Linked DNA regions of Drosophila melanogaster: region 1 is linked to region 2. Evidence: chromatin contacts called from public Hi-C data. All regions are on one chromosome and are shown on one strand. The core of a region is the stretch at or near the end of the contact, and the rest is flanking DNA. Distances in the headings are between cores, read along the strand shown. Region 1 holds the start of corto (corto,). Region 2 holds the start of opa (odd paired).

Evidence for each region. Hi-C and Micro-C count contacts between places; a contact is called where the count stands out from the background.
Region 1: a Hi-C map of the Kc167 cell line shows a contact between it and region 2, with 1.9 times the contacts expected there. A contact is called at or near these places in 6 of 107 Hi-C or Micro-C datasets (the Kc167 cell line, the S2 cell line, cellular blastoderm embryo and 1 more).

What each region holds. Positions count from the first base shown.
Region 1 is chr3R:5,085,450-5,091,573 of dm6, forward strand. corto (corto,) reads right to left here and starts at 1,623. Exons shown (of 1, transcript NM_001259993.3): 1 at 1-1,623. The coding sequence starts at 576.
Region 2 is chr3R:4,851,483-4,857,690 of dm6, forward strand. opa (odd paired) reads left to right here and starts at 1,331. Exons shown (of 3, transcript NM_079504.4): 1 at 1,331-2,572. The coding sequence starts at 1,624.

The sequences.
Region 1 (6,124 bases), core at 373-2,872, 230 kb after region 2:
GAACGGGCTGCGCCGCTGCGACTCCATCTTGCGGAAGTAGCACGGGTGGATCATCAGCAGGGGCTCCACTCTCTGGCCCGCCGGCGGCTTGGGCTGGTTGGGCAGCTCGTACTCCACGCTGCAGTCCACGTGCAGCGGGATGCTGTAGTCCTTCTGCGGCGATGGAGCGGGGGCTGCGTTGCTGTTGCTGCTGGCAGTCTGCTGCTGCTGCTGCTGCTGTTGCTGCTGTTGTTGCTGTTGTTGTTGTTGTCTGCTGTTGGCAACCGCGGCGGCGACCTGCGTTTGGGTCGCCGCCGCATGGCTGTGGCGCGAGTTGCTGCTGCTGCTGGTGTTGGCGGGCTGGTGGTGATGGCGGTGGTGTTGCTGCTGCTGCTGCTGTTGCAGCAACTGCTGCTGGTGGGCAGCCACGGCGGCGTGGTACATGTGTTGCTGCTGCTGCTGGTGATGATGCTGCTGCTGCGTCTGGCTGTGCTGCTGCTGTTGCTGCTGCTGTTGCTGCTGCAGGGCGGACAGGGCCGACATGCCGTGCGACAGGGACGACATGTCGTAGTTGGCATAACAGGCGGCCATCGTCATTGCTGTATTCAGGGGATCTTTTAGCTTTTGCTCTCGTTTCGGTAACACAGAATTCGCTTTTGGTTTGCTTATTTACTTAGATTTAGATTTTTATCATTTTGCGGATGTTTTTCGCTTTCTTCACTTTCGAAAAAATTCACTTTTGTGGTTTTATTGGCACTGGTAATCCAAAAAGAGCGGCTAACGGTAAATTTGCCGCTGCAGGTAATCCGTGAGTTGGTTGTTGCTTTTGTTTTTGTGTTTTGAGATAGGAGGAACCTTAATCCATATGTGTGTTTGCTTTGCTTTGGAATTCGCTTTAACCCGTATAATATTAGCTGCTGTTCGCGTGTTTAACTTTGTTTCGTTACGTTTATTGTATATTTATTAGCGTTTTAGTCAGTCTTTGTTTGGTTTTACATAAATGCAGCGAACAGTTGGAGCTGCTGGGTGAGTGTGAGTGCGAGTGGGTGCGCGTGTCGGGGTGAGTGAACAATCCACGTGTGTTTTCAGTCTTTTTGCCCGTTTTTGCTGGCTAACTTAACCGTTGCTTTTTAGCTACTCCTTGTCTTCTTTCCATTCGGTTATGCTCTGTTCTGTTCTTTTCTCGCGGGGGTGAGTTCGCGGAGTAGGTAACTTGTTAGTTCTATGCGCAATAGAACTGCCGAACGAACGTCTCATCCACTCCGAAGAAAAACGCGATCTGAATTGTAGTTTCTGCTTTGTAGTTTTGCTGCCGCCGCTTGCTTCTCTGCCGCGGTCTCTGCCGACGTTTGTAAGCGCAGCGAGTATGCTGAATACGGAGCGCGCACGAAAAACAGCTGTTGGCTAGACGCCTACGCCTGTGTGTAGGCTTTGCTTTTATTGTTTTTGTTGATTGTCTGCCGATTTACTTATTTTTCGTATCACAATTGGCTGCGTTGCGTTTGTTTTTGGGTTTTAACTGCGTGTTCACCTTCGACGCGACGTTGAATCTTCTTAACTCTCTTCTTCGTTAATTACGTGCCACAGACCACGCTTTATCTCCTCCTATGTCCGCACGAATCGAGCTCTTTGAAGCGACTGACTCGAAACGTCGTCTTCGCTCCATTCTGCCGACGCCTACCTGCTGTTCGGCACAGCTGATGTTCCGTGACGTATTCAGCACACACACAGTCGCAGGAGACGAGCGCAGAGTTATTGTTATTGTTGCTTTCCTATATAAATTGCATTCAATGGCCGCTCTCTCTCCCTCTCTGTGACCGCTCTCTCTGTGCCTGCGTGTGTGTGTGTGGTATACATTCAGCCATGTTACTACACGGCGGCCATCTTTACAACTGCTTTGGTCGAGACAGAGAGAGACAAAGAGGCGAGAAAAGAGCGAGAGAGCGCACATTATTTTGTAATACGATGTCTTTAACCGTTTTAGTGCTTTAATTTTTTACGGCAAACGCATTTTTGGGAGCAGCTTTATGGGGTCGTAAAAGCAGATGGGTTCTAAAGGGGTTAACGGCGAGTTGAGAGCTAATTGAGCCGCACTAAAAACGGGGAGTTGAATGAATCTATCAGCATCACCTGGTTAAAATGGGAATGGGTTATTTTTACTTATGTATTTCTGAGCACTTTGGTACACCCCTAAAACTTAAAACCCATATAATATCAACATAAGCAGTGTGATCTCCACACAACTGCCTAAAAATCCTCTGCGACGCAACTTCGAACACACCTACGTAGTTCCTTAATATAAGAATACAACAAATACCCCAAGAACCTCTCCGGTTTTGGAATACGAAAGCTAAACTGCGCACTGAGAGACTTTCTGCAGACCAAAAAAGGAAAACAAATTGCAAAAACTCAAACAGACAGCGATATTAAACATTTCTGTACTAAAAAATGGGCAATTTAAGTCAGGAAAGGGCACTGTCTCGCTCGCACACACACAGCGAGAGAGCGAGAGAGAGTGAGAAAACGGCTGGGAATTACACACATTGTAATAAATAAGGAAGGTCGTTGCCATAGCAGCCGCCGTTGGCGTCGTTTTTTTCCCCCCATTTTGTTGTTGCTGCAAGAGAGTGGCTCGCTCTGTGGGGCTCATTCAGCAACTGCTGATAACAAATCAGCTGTTTTGTTATTTGGGGAGGTGTGTCCGCGTGCGAGTGTGTTGGTGAGTCTGGCTGTCTCTCTTGGTACATATTTGTTTTTTTTTTTCTCAAAGCATATGTTTGTTGGAATCGCTGTTGCAGCTGTTGTTGTTGTGGGGCTGAAAGTTGTTGCTGTCAAGTTGCCATTGCATTTCAGTGTTGTTGCTATTCGATGTGCAAGTAAAATGAAAACCTATGTGGCGGATTTGCATTGAAGCATGTCTTTTAATCCAAAAAGTAAAACTAATGCTTCTTATTGTCTACTAAAAACTAATAATTCGTATTATGTGCTAATTATTCTAAGACTCTTAAGAAAGAACATGATTGGTGCATGTATACAAGTTAATGGATACTATTGTTTGATAGCCTTAATGATTTCCTGCTTTTCTACTGTTGTTGCCATGGTTTTGTTAATGAATTGTCTTCATTGCATCTGGGATTGTGGATGGTTTTTGGAGTCTGGTTTGGGTTAATATCGACACTATAGTGTTGTAGCTTTATGCCGACTTTTATGGTGCTGTCGCTGCTGCTTTTAAGCCTTTTCTTTATTGGTGCTTCCGCCGTATTATTTGTATGGGTTTTGGATCTGATGTAGCTGCCAGCTTTGCACTCGTGCGTCCCTTTGTGTGCTTATTTCTGCTCTGCTGTGCTGTTTTTTTGCAGCTTTTTTCTGCCTTTGGTTGCTTTCTGGATTGATGTTGCTGCCGTGATGTTGCTGCTTGCGTGCTTAATGACGAGTCGGCCGCATTACAGTTTGATTACGGGCCGCCAATTTGGAAATTACCGAACTGCTTGAATTAGCGGGCCAGTCGCTCTGCTGGAGAGCCTATGGCTCAACCCCAACCCAAGCGAACGGCCAGAACGAACAAAAACGGGCAGCAGGAAATTGGTCAAGAGGGGCAACAGACAAAACGACAACTGCCAAGACGACGACAATGCCTGAAGTGGTATAGAAAACTTCGAAATTAGAAATTCCAGACAGATAATGGTTTACTCATGTGGGGTTGGCTGAATGCAATAAAATGCGCCCTTTGTGTTTTCATAACTGGTCAAAATACTATTTATTTCCGCTGTATTGCACTGAACGTGCATCTTGCAGGTATAAGTTCAAGTAAGTTGCAAGTAGATTCTACTTGATAGGATCAGGTTATAGTTATCATAGTTTTCGCAGTCTCTTACTGCAAGCCATGGACAAAATGAGTTTCTTTGTATCGGGGCTACGATCGACTATCGAACTCGGAAGCAGTGAAATGTATAATTTGTATTATTTTAGGGCAGCTCTATGATAACATTCAGCATTCTTGTTTGTCCCCAGGACATTTTTTTGACCGTCTGTTTTGGGATCTGGCATTCACTCATTAAATCGGTCCAACCCACATTTCCTGTTTCTCTAATCTCTGTCATCGTCTCCTTTTATATTTGCCTGCTGCATCGCCCTGCTGCCCGGATTGCCTCCTTTTCTTCCCTTGTGGCATATCGAATCCATAACTCAACTGCCTTTCTCCTGCAGAAGTCCAAGTCACGGTCCTCCCGATCCGTTCTCCCCGGCCCAGTCGGCCTGTACGGTGAAACCTGTTTGCATTATTAAGTAACCGCTAGGCCGGCAACTGATCCCGACTGCGACCGGTTGCGCTGCATGGCTTCTTCCCAAGAAGACTGTGTTCTGTGTTTCGTCGCTTCTATTCCCCGACGTCTGCACGAAACTTTCGTTTTTTATACCCGCTACTCGCTGGGGGTTAGGGGTATACGCCACTCTACAAATTACACTTTGCCGAACAGTTCTTCGGTTTGGTTTTCAACCGGACCTAAATAAATCATAAATATATATGAATATCTCATTGAAATCCTAGTTTAGGTGCACTTACAGGCCAAATCTATGCTGTTTATATATATATATGTCACTATGATGCAAACGTTAAAAAAAACAAATGCTGTACATCGACAGAAACGCGCATGGAAATTGAAATATTTATAACGTGCTATTAGGTATTTGACAAAATCCTTTCTAAGACCCATGGATGAACCTTTTTGAGGCATCTGTGTGTAGGGTATCTCTTGATCGAGCGGAGCGATTAGGCAGCCCATTTCAGTGTGTCCCTCTTGCTCCTTCCGCTGCAGTTGGCTGTCTGTTTGTCTGGTCCGCTTGTTAATTCGAAATAAAAACAGGAAAATTTACTTTACAATCTGTGCTAAAATCGTAAATTTTTAGCCGGCTCAGGGGAGCGGCAGTTGCTGTTCCACGTCCAGTTTCGCAGGTAAGACGACGCTGCCGACGAGGCAGGCCAGGAGGCACGGCGCAGCCCGGCGAGGTAGGCTAATCCGCTTGGGCATGACAACGATGACTATTTGTTCTGGGCCCGGATCTCATGCCTCCCGCCCTCCCCTCCTCCTACGACCATCCTGTTCTGTTCTTTTCTGTTTGTGGTTCCACGTACTCTCGTACTCTCGAATTCTCGGGCCGTGCCTAGTTGTTATCTCTTCTTATTTAATTTTGGCTGCCATTGCCGAAGTTGCTGTGCTGTCGCCGTCTAATCTCCACGGCAATATCATCACGAACGCTGGATACCCGGCTCACCAGCTTACCAGTTCACCAGCTCCTCGGTGCAAGAGCCTGTCCGTTGATTGATGCGTTTCCCATTCGGAATTTATGCCATGGACCATTTTGGGCAAGCGCTAAGCAATTCATTTTTTTTTCAGCCAGCGGTCCTTGTATCCCCCTTTGAAGCATGCACCTCAGTCCGTTCAGCGTTGCCCGCTCGACCGCTTTACCGCTAAACAAGCGGGATTTTAGACTGCACTTCAAACTGTTGCAAACTTTTGTCTACTGGATTAATGTGGTCAAGTTATAAGATTTCCAAAACTTCGAAAAACTGTTCAAATCAAACTTTTTGAATAATACATAATTTAATCGAAGGCTTACTGCATGTGATTTGATGGCTGTGTATCGCAAGCTATTCTGCTGGTAGTTAACGTTAAAACTTTTTTAAAAATTCGCTCCCATATGCATTTCTTAAATATATCTTCTTTTAGAAAGTAACTTATTGCCTGGTTACCAAGTATCTTCTTCAAATTCTATGCAGCCGCAACTCCACTTCGCTTCATGACTCACAGCGTTATTAATAGATCTCAGTGGGCATCACTGATCGGATCCCCTCCAGCTGCAATCAGCCTGATCGGGCTAGCGATACTCTGCCAGGAACAGCAGCAACATCAACCGCAGCAACAGGCACATCAGCAACATCCACGGCGCAACAGCAGGAGCACCATTAGGATCGTCCTCAGACATGTTTTTCGGATGGCAATGGCGATGGAGATGAGGATGGCAATGGGGACGGCACGTCGAGTGAATCTAAATTGCTAAATACCTTTTTATGGTTGCTGGCAGTCTCACTGCGGAGCTTCGGTTTAAGATTTTAAAATGTACGAGTATCTTGGTATCGCCGGCTTTC
Region 2 (6,208 bases), core at 81-2,580:
TAATTCATTGCGGAAATCAAGGTAATTAGCATGGAATCACATGGTCTTTTCTTGCTCTCATTCTCATTTAAACTTTACCAGGAAATATTGTTTTCTCAAACGATAAATTCAGGGCAATATATTTGATTAGAAAATACTGTTTTTGAATAAAAATTTGATTACTCAATATATATCCAAATTCAATTTGATTTTAATTATTATCGTTTTAAAAGCTTAAGCAATTTTTAATACTCTGCCAGCAATTACATATCAACCTTAAATTATCTACAGATGAGGACTAGTTCAAAACACGAATACTAAACGAAGACAATTTTGATGTTAACGACCTTCCTTTTGCATCGCTCAGTTTTTGGATTGTAAATAGAAAAAATCATATATTTTGAGAAGAGCGTCTGACTATATACATACAGCATAGTGTTATACCATATTATCACAAAGCAAATGTTTTGTATGAAAATAAATTTATACATTTTTGCCCTATGCAGGCGAAGTATCACTTCACAGTCTGCCCCAAAAGCCACTTTGCCGGGGCACTTAACACTCAGCAGAATCCAATCAAGTCGATTGATACAAGATTATGTATTGATTCGACTACTGCTTATTGAAAATTCCATAAATTAGCAAATGAAAAACAGAGCGTTTGGCGCTAATGAAATCTCGTACGTCTTTATGGCGCAACCTAAACAAAACGGCTGGAAATCTCCGATGTCCGAGCACGGAATGTGCTTAATATCATTAAAATCAATAAAATAAACAACTAATTTGATAAGCTGACAGCTGGGCTACCCGAAGTGGCGGGCTATTCGTCCGCCGTGACAATGAGGAGCGGGCTGGAAAATGCATCCCCGCGAGCTTTCAATTGGCTGCCCGTCGGTCCAATCAGCATTTGGGCCCCCTGCACAGGCGCACGCCGCACGCTGTCGGCCCACCACCCAATGGCCAACCGCAGTGGGTGTTAATTTTCGCGAAACCAGTTTGCCGAGCGAGAGGGCGCTATGGTCGGGTGGGTTCCAATTGGACTGAGTGCGCAGCCTCTGTGCTCTTCTGTCCGACTCTGGAGCATGCGAGGAGGCGGCCATTTTCTTAGAGTTGTCGCACTCGCACCCATGGCTCAGGCCTATCCGACAGAGTGGTGGCTTGTGCCGAATACACCATGGCAAGCGCAACTCACCACAGGCAGGTCATACGCCTGGCCTGCTCGCACTCGCGCTTTCGTTACCCTCTATTCATTTTACGTCGTGCATAGGTCGATCCCATTCGCACGCATGCGATCGTCGGCAGATATTTTCACGAGGCAACACAGCAGCGAGTTAGAATTTCAGGAGCATTTCAGTCCTGCTGCGCATCTTGAAACGTCAAGTCTTGGCATTCGGTTAGCGTCAAGTCTTGCTGCGATTCGAACGCCCCAGAAACGCATCGCGCGCGAGTGCATTACGTAAATAAGTATCAAGTCGCATGCGAAATATCTAAGAGCGAAATAAGCGCACAGTATATACAGCTAAGTGAGGTGACCTCAGTGCGTGATGGGCTCATTGGCCTAGCAAAGTGCGAATCGAAAACTTGTAGTTCAGTTCTTTCTGAATTAATTTTAAAAACATATAAGCGAGCAATAACACTGTAACCATGATGATGAACGCCTTCATTGAGCCGGCTCAGCACCACCTGGCCAGCTACGGGCTGCGAATGTCGCCCAACACCACCGCCAGTAACAGCAACGCGCAGCAGCAACAGCAGCAGCAACTGGAGATGACCCAACAGCAGCAGCAACAACAGCAACAACAGCAGCAGCAACAGCAACAGGATCAGGAATCCGCGGCGGCCACTGCTGCAGCCTATCAGAACTCCGGATATGGGCACTTTAACAGCTATGCCTCCCGGGACTTTTTGCTGGGCAGGAGGGAGGCCGAGTACGGTGTGGCAGGATCCGCCGGACAGGCCTCCGCCGCAGCGGATTCCATGCTCTTCTCCGGCTTTCCCGCTCAGGCCGCGGAGCTGGGCTCCGGGTTCGGACAACACCCCTTCCACAGCCACCATCACCACCATCAGATGCGAATGGGCATGGCGGATGCCTACGCCGCCGGCCACCCGTACAACCACCACGGCAACTTCCCGACGGCGGCAGTGCACCACCCGGTCGTGCACCACCCGTCCCACCACGCCATGTCCGCGATGCACCCGGCCGGAGCAGGGGCCTTCCTGCGCTACATGCGCCATCAGCCGGCCTCGTCCGCCTCCAGCGTTAAGCAGGAGATGCAGTGCCTCTGGATAGACCCCGACCAGCCGGGCCTGGTGCCCCCGGGCGGCAGGAAGACCTGCAACAAGGTATTCCACTCGATGCACGAGATCGTCACCCACCTGACCGTGGAGCACGTGGGCGGACCCGAGTGCACCACCCACGCCTGCTTCTGGGTGGGCTGCTCTCGCAACGGACGCCCTTTCAAGGCCAAGTACAAGCTGGTCAACCACATCCGCGTCCACACCGGCGAGAAACCTTTCGCCTGCCCGCACCCGGGTTGCGGCAAGGTCTTCGCCCGGAGCGAGAACCTCAAGATCCACAAGCGGACGCATACAGGTAAGTGTGGCGGTGCATTCCGCTTTATATTTAAACCATATTAAACCATTCATTAAACTAAGAAAATACTTTTATTTAGTTTTGGTTTGGCAGTCAAATTCTGTGTGTAATTATTCCTGTTTTATAAAGATCTTAATACTAATAGAAAGTCGAAGCCTTATGCAGATTTTAACCGCTTATATTTAGAATAGCACATGCTAGGTCTGCAATCTCTTAGAATTCACCTTGCGTGGGCATAACCCTTGCCCGCCTGGGCAAATCCCGGACGTTGTCGATGTGAGCGTGTTACCGACGGCAAAAGTCGTTGCAACGCCCACTACCTGGCTTAACCCGCCACTGGCCGGGCGGGTCATCTTTTATGACACCTGTAAAACCTGCGCCCAAAGCTCTTCCGCGCCCAGAAAATCCCGCAAAGATGTTGTCCTTACGGCTAGGATTACTCTACGGCTTTAGGTTGACTTCGACTTTTGGTCTTAGTATTTCCCTAAGCCTGCGACTTCTCTTGACTTTGGATTTTGACTGGCATGTATTTAACTACGTTTGGAAACTTGGTCAAATTTGTAAAGGAACTGAAAAATTTAGTTTAGCTACTCCTTTGTTTTTTATACTTTAAGCCTTGTTGTCGGCTTCAGATTTTGTATTATTTAATAATAATGGCTTACTATTACTTTGATAGCCAACCGCTCTATGCAAATTCTCAATATAATTAATTTTTCTTAAATCCATCATTAATCATGCCCATTTCAAGCATTTCTCTTTCAATTGTCTTTCAAAAATAAATTAAAATCGCTTTGCAGCTCATAGCCTGAACACTTTTGAAAAAACATAGCCATAGTTGGAGGCTTTAAAATACAATTTATGCGGTATAGTCGTGATCTATGAGAAGTCGAACTATAAAGCCAGAAACGGAGCTTAACGCAAATTAATGACTTTGATTCCAGTGGCTGTTGAACTTGTTCCATTGAAATTTATGGCTGAGCATGTAGGGCTCATTAGAAGCGGCGAAACACAGCCATTAAAATCAATTAACAAGTGGAAGTTGGGAAAGCAAACATGAAATGCGAAAACACAAAACAAAGTTTCGCATAATTGGTGAAAAGAGCGCCAATCAGGTTAATAAACTTTCCAGCAAATATCGCTTGGTCCTGGATTATCCTTGATTGACCTCAGCCTTGGCGTAATTAACTTGGAAATTGGAGGAGAAGAATGAAAATATGGCCAGCAATATTCCGCAATATCCAGCATGCTTATATTTTGTTGTTTTAATGTTGGCTTTTGGCATTTGTTGTTGCCTCTTTATTTCTATTATTTTGTAATTTGGCCTCATGATTCCAAATTGAATTAAAATAAGACGTCGGGCTTCATTATAGCTTCATCTTGTAGTTACCGCGATTATAAACTCACAAAGAAATTCATAAATCACAGAATTAGCCACACAAAAAAGCTATTTCTGTAAATCTGTTCGGACAACAGTATTTTCTTTTGCACACTCATCGAAAGGTAATTAAAATGTTTCGATTTGATTTCGAGACGCCGCCATATTGTGTTCGATTTTGGAACAATCATGTGGCATTATAATGAGTTGGTTGCTGTATGATGATATTTTTGACTAATTTCATATTTCTTTTCTCCGCCGTGATGCAGCAGAAAAGTGCATTTTAGGACCTCTGACTGATTTGTGTGTGCCTATGATTGGTTGACCTGGCTACACATTGTCGGAGATAGCCAACATATTGATTAGCTTTCAAGTGGCCGGCGCACAACTTCATTACGGATCGGGATCGAGCTGGGATCGGTCTGGTATCTGGCTGGGATCGGGGCCTTTAACCTTTCCATACGACTCGGGCACTTGAAGTAGCATCCTCCACACCGCATAAATCAAAAATTCAATCAGCATCGCTGGCTCGGCTAAATGTCCCTTGGCACTGGTGTTTGTTTTTATTGCATTGACACCGCCGACCCAGGGCAAATAAACACACTCGAACACACTGTGTTGACACGTGTCAAAACTTCCGTTTGAAATGGCTCGGAAATGCTTCCGAGGCACTCCGTGCTGGCCCTCTCAAAAAAGCCATCGAAACCGAAATTGGGGTAACACTCGCCGGATTACTGGACGCATTCGCACATTCGCATTCCACTCCTCTAGCTTTATTTTATTTGCGCTGCGATTGTTTCTGTGCTGTTCTGTTTGGGTTACTCGCCATGCTACATTAAGCTTTTGATTTAGATTATGCAAAGGTTATTTACGACCTGGCTTCCACTCCTCGCCGATGGGACGGGTGAGGGGTCCGAGTTTGATAAGTGGGTGAGTAAAACGGAGCAGGGCAGTCAAGTACGTGTTTATGGATCCAGCCGATATAGATCTGCCCAAATGGTGCCACTGTAGCAGCTCGAACTGATCGAAGGGGTCAGTACACCGCGGCAGGAGTTGACTTTAAGATTCGAGTGTGGAACGAGAGTAGGAGATTATAGTTGTGAAATAACTCTCAGTCAAATCCAGTTTTTCGCTATTGCCTCATAAATTGTGTGTTTCTCTCGGCTTAATAATTATGTTTACTTTCTTACATATATCTCTATTATTTAAAACAAAGATTGCATTGCTTCGATTTACCAATAGTTACGATGATCTAAAACAAATTCGATTCAACTGATATATGAGTAATAGTGGGAAGAGTCCTTTCAGAATATAGATCCCAAACTCACACAAACCACCACATGCATATGTCTCTTTTTGTTTCTTTCCCACCGTTCCGTCCGGTCACTGCGTTGTGTTAACTTTTGCACTTGTCCCCGTCACCGTCTGAAATTTTGGCTAGCCTCCTGTCCATCCTGTCCATCCTGTATTCCCCCCCCCCCCCCAGCACCAGACTCCGCCCCTTAAACTCGGCACAAAAAACCCGGCAAACAATCAAGGTTTGTCTGCTCTGTGGCCGTTGTTTTTTGTTGTTTGGGGCTCTGTTGACCGGCCCGAGAGTCTGTGTGTCTGGATAGATGGCGTTTATCACGCTGTGCGGTTTGCACACACATAGCCATCTTTTACACGATTCTTTCCTCTCCACTCCACTCCACTACATTCCGCTCCGCTCCGCCCGGCGGACCACAAACAACTTTATTCATTAACACCTACAACGGCCACAGGATCCGACTGCCACAAGAGCATTCAACAACTTTGTGGTTAGATTTTATTCGTAGCGCCCCATCCGCTCCTTCCAAGCTCATTAAGCTGCTGCGAACCAGCTCCCAGCTGCCCCCTTCAACCTCCCACCACCCAAAGCCCACCACCTCTGGTTTTCCCCGCTATTCCTCGCTTTTCAAGTGCAACCTCTCACTTTCCGCTTCCCCAGGCGCCTTGTTGTTGTGCAATTATGCTGCGGGGCAAAGTTTAGCATTTAACATTGTCCTGGCAGCTGCGACCCTTGTTTGATTAGCTCCCCCTTTTGCCAGGATGCCCCTTTCGGCCCCAACTCGGCTCCATTTAATTGAGTGCAAGTGTTTTTTTAATGAGTCTTTTATGGACTTGTTCAGCTCTGAATGATGAAGTGAATTATGCAATTATTTACACTTTTAGAAAGCTTTGGGGTAACTGAGGTGGGAATGATAGTTCATTCCACACGTAGAAAGTTATACGAGAAGTAG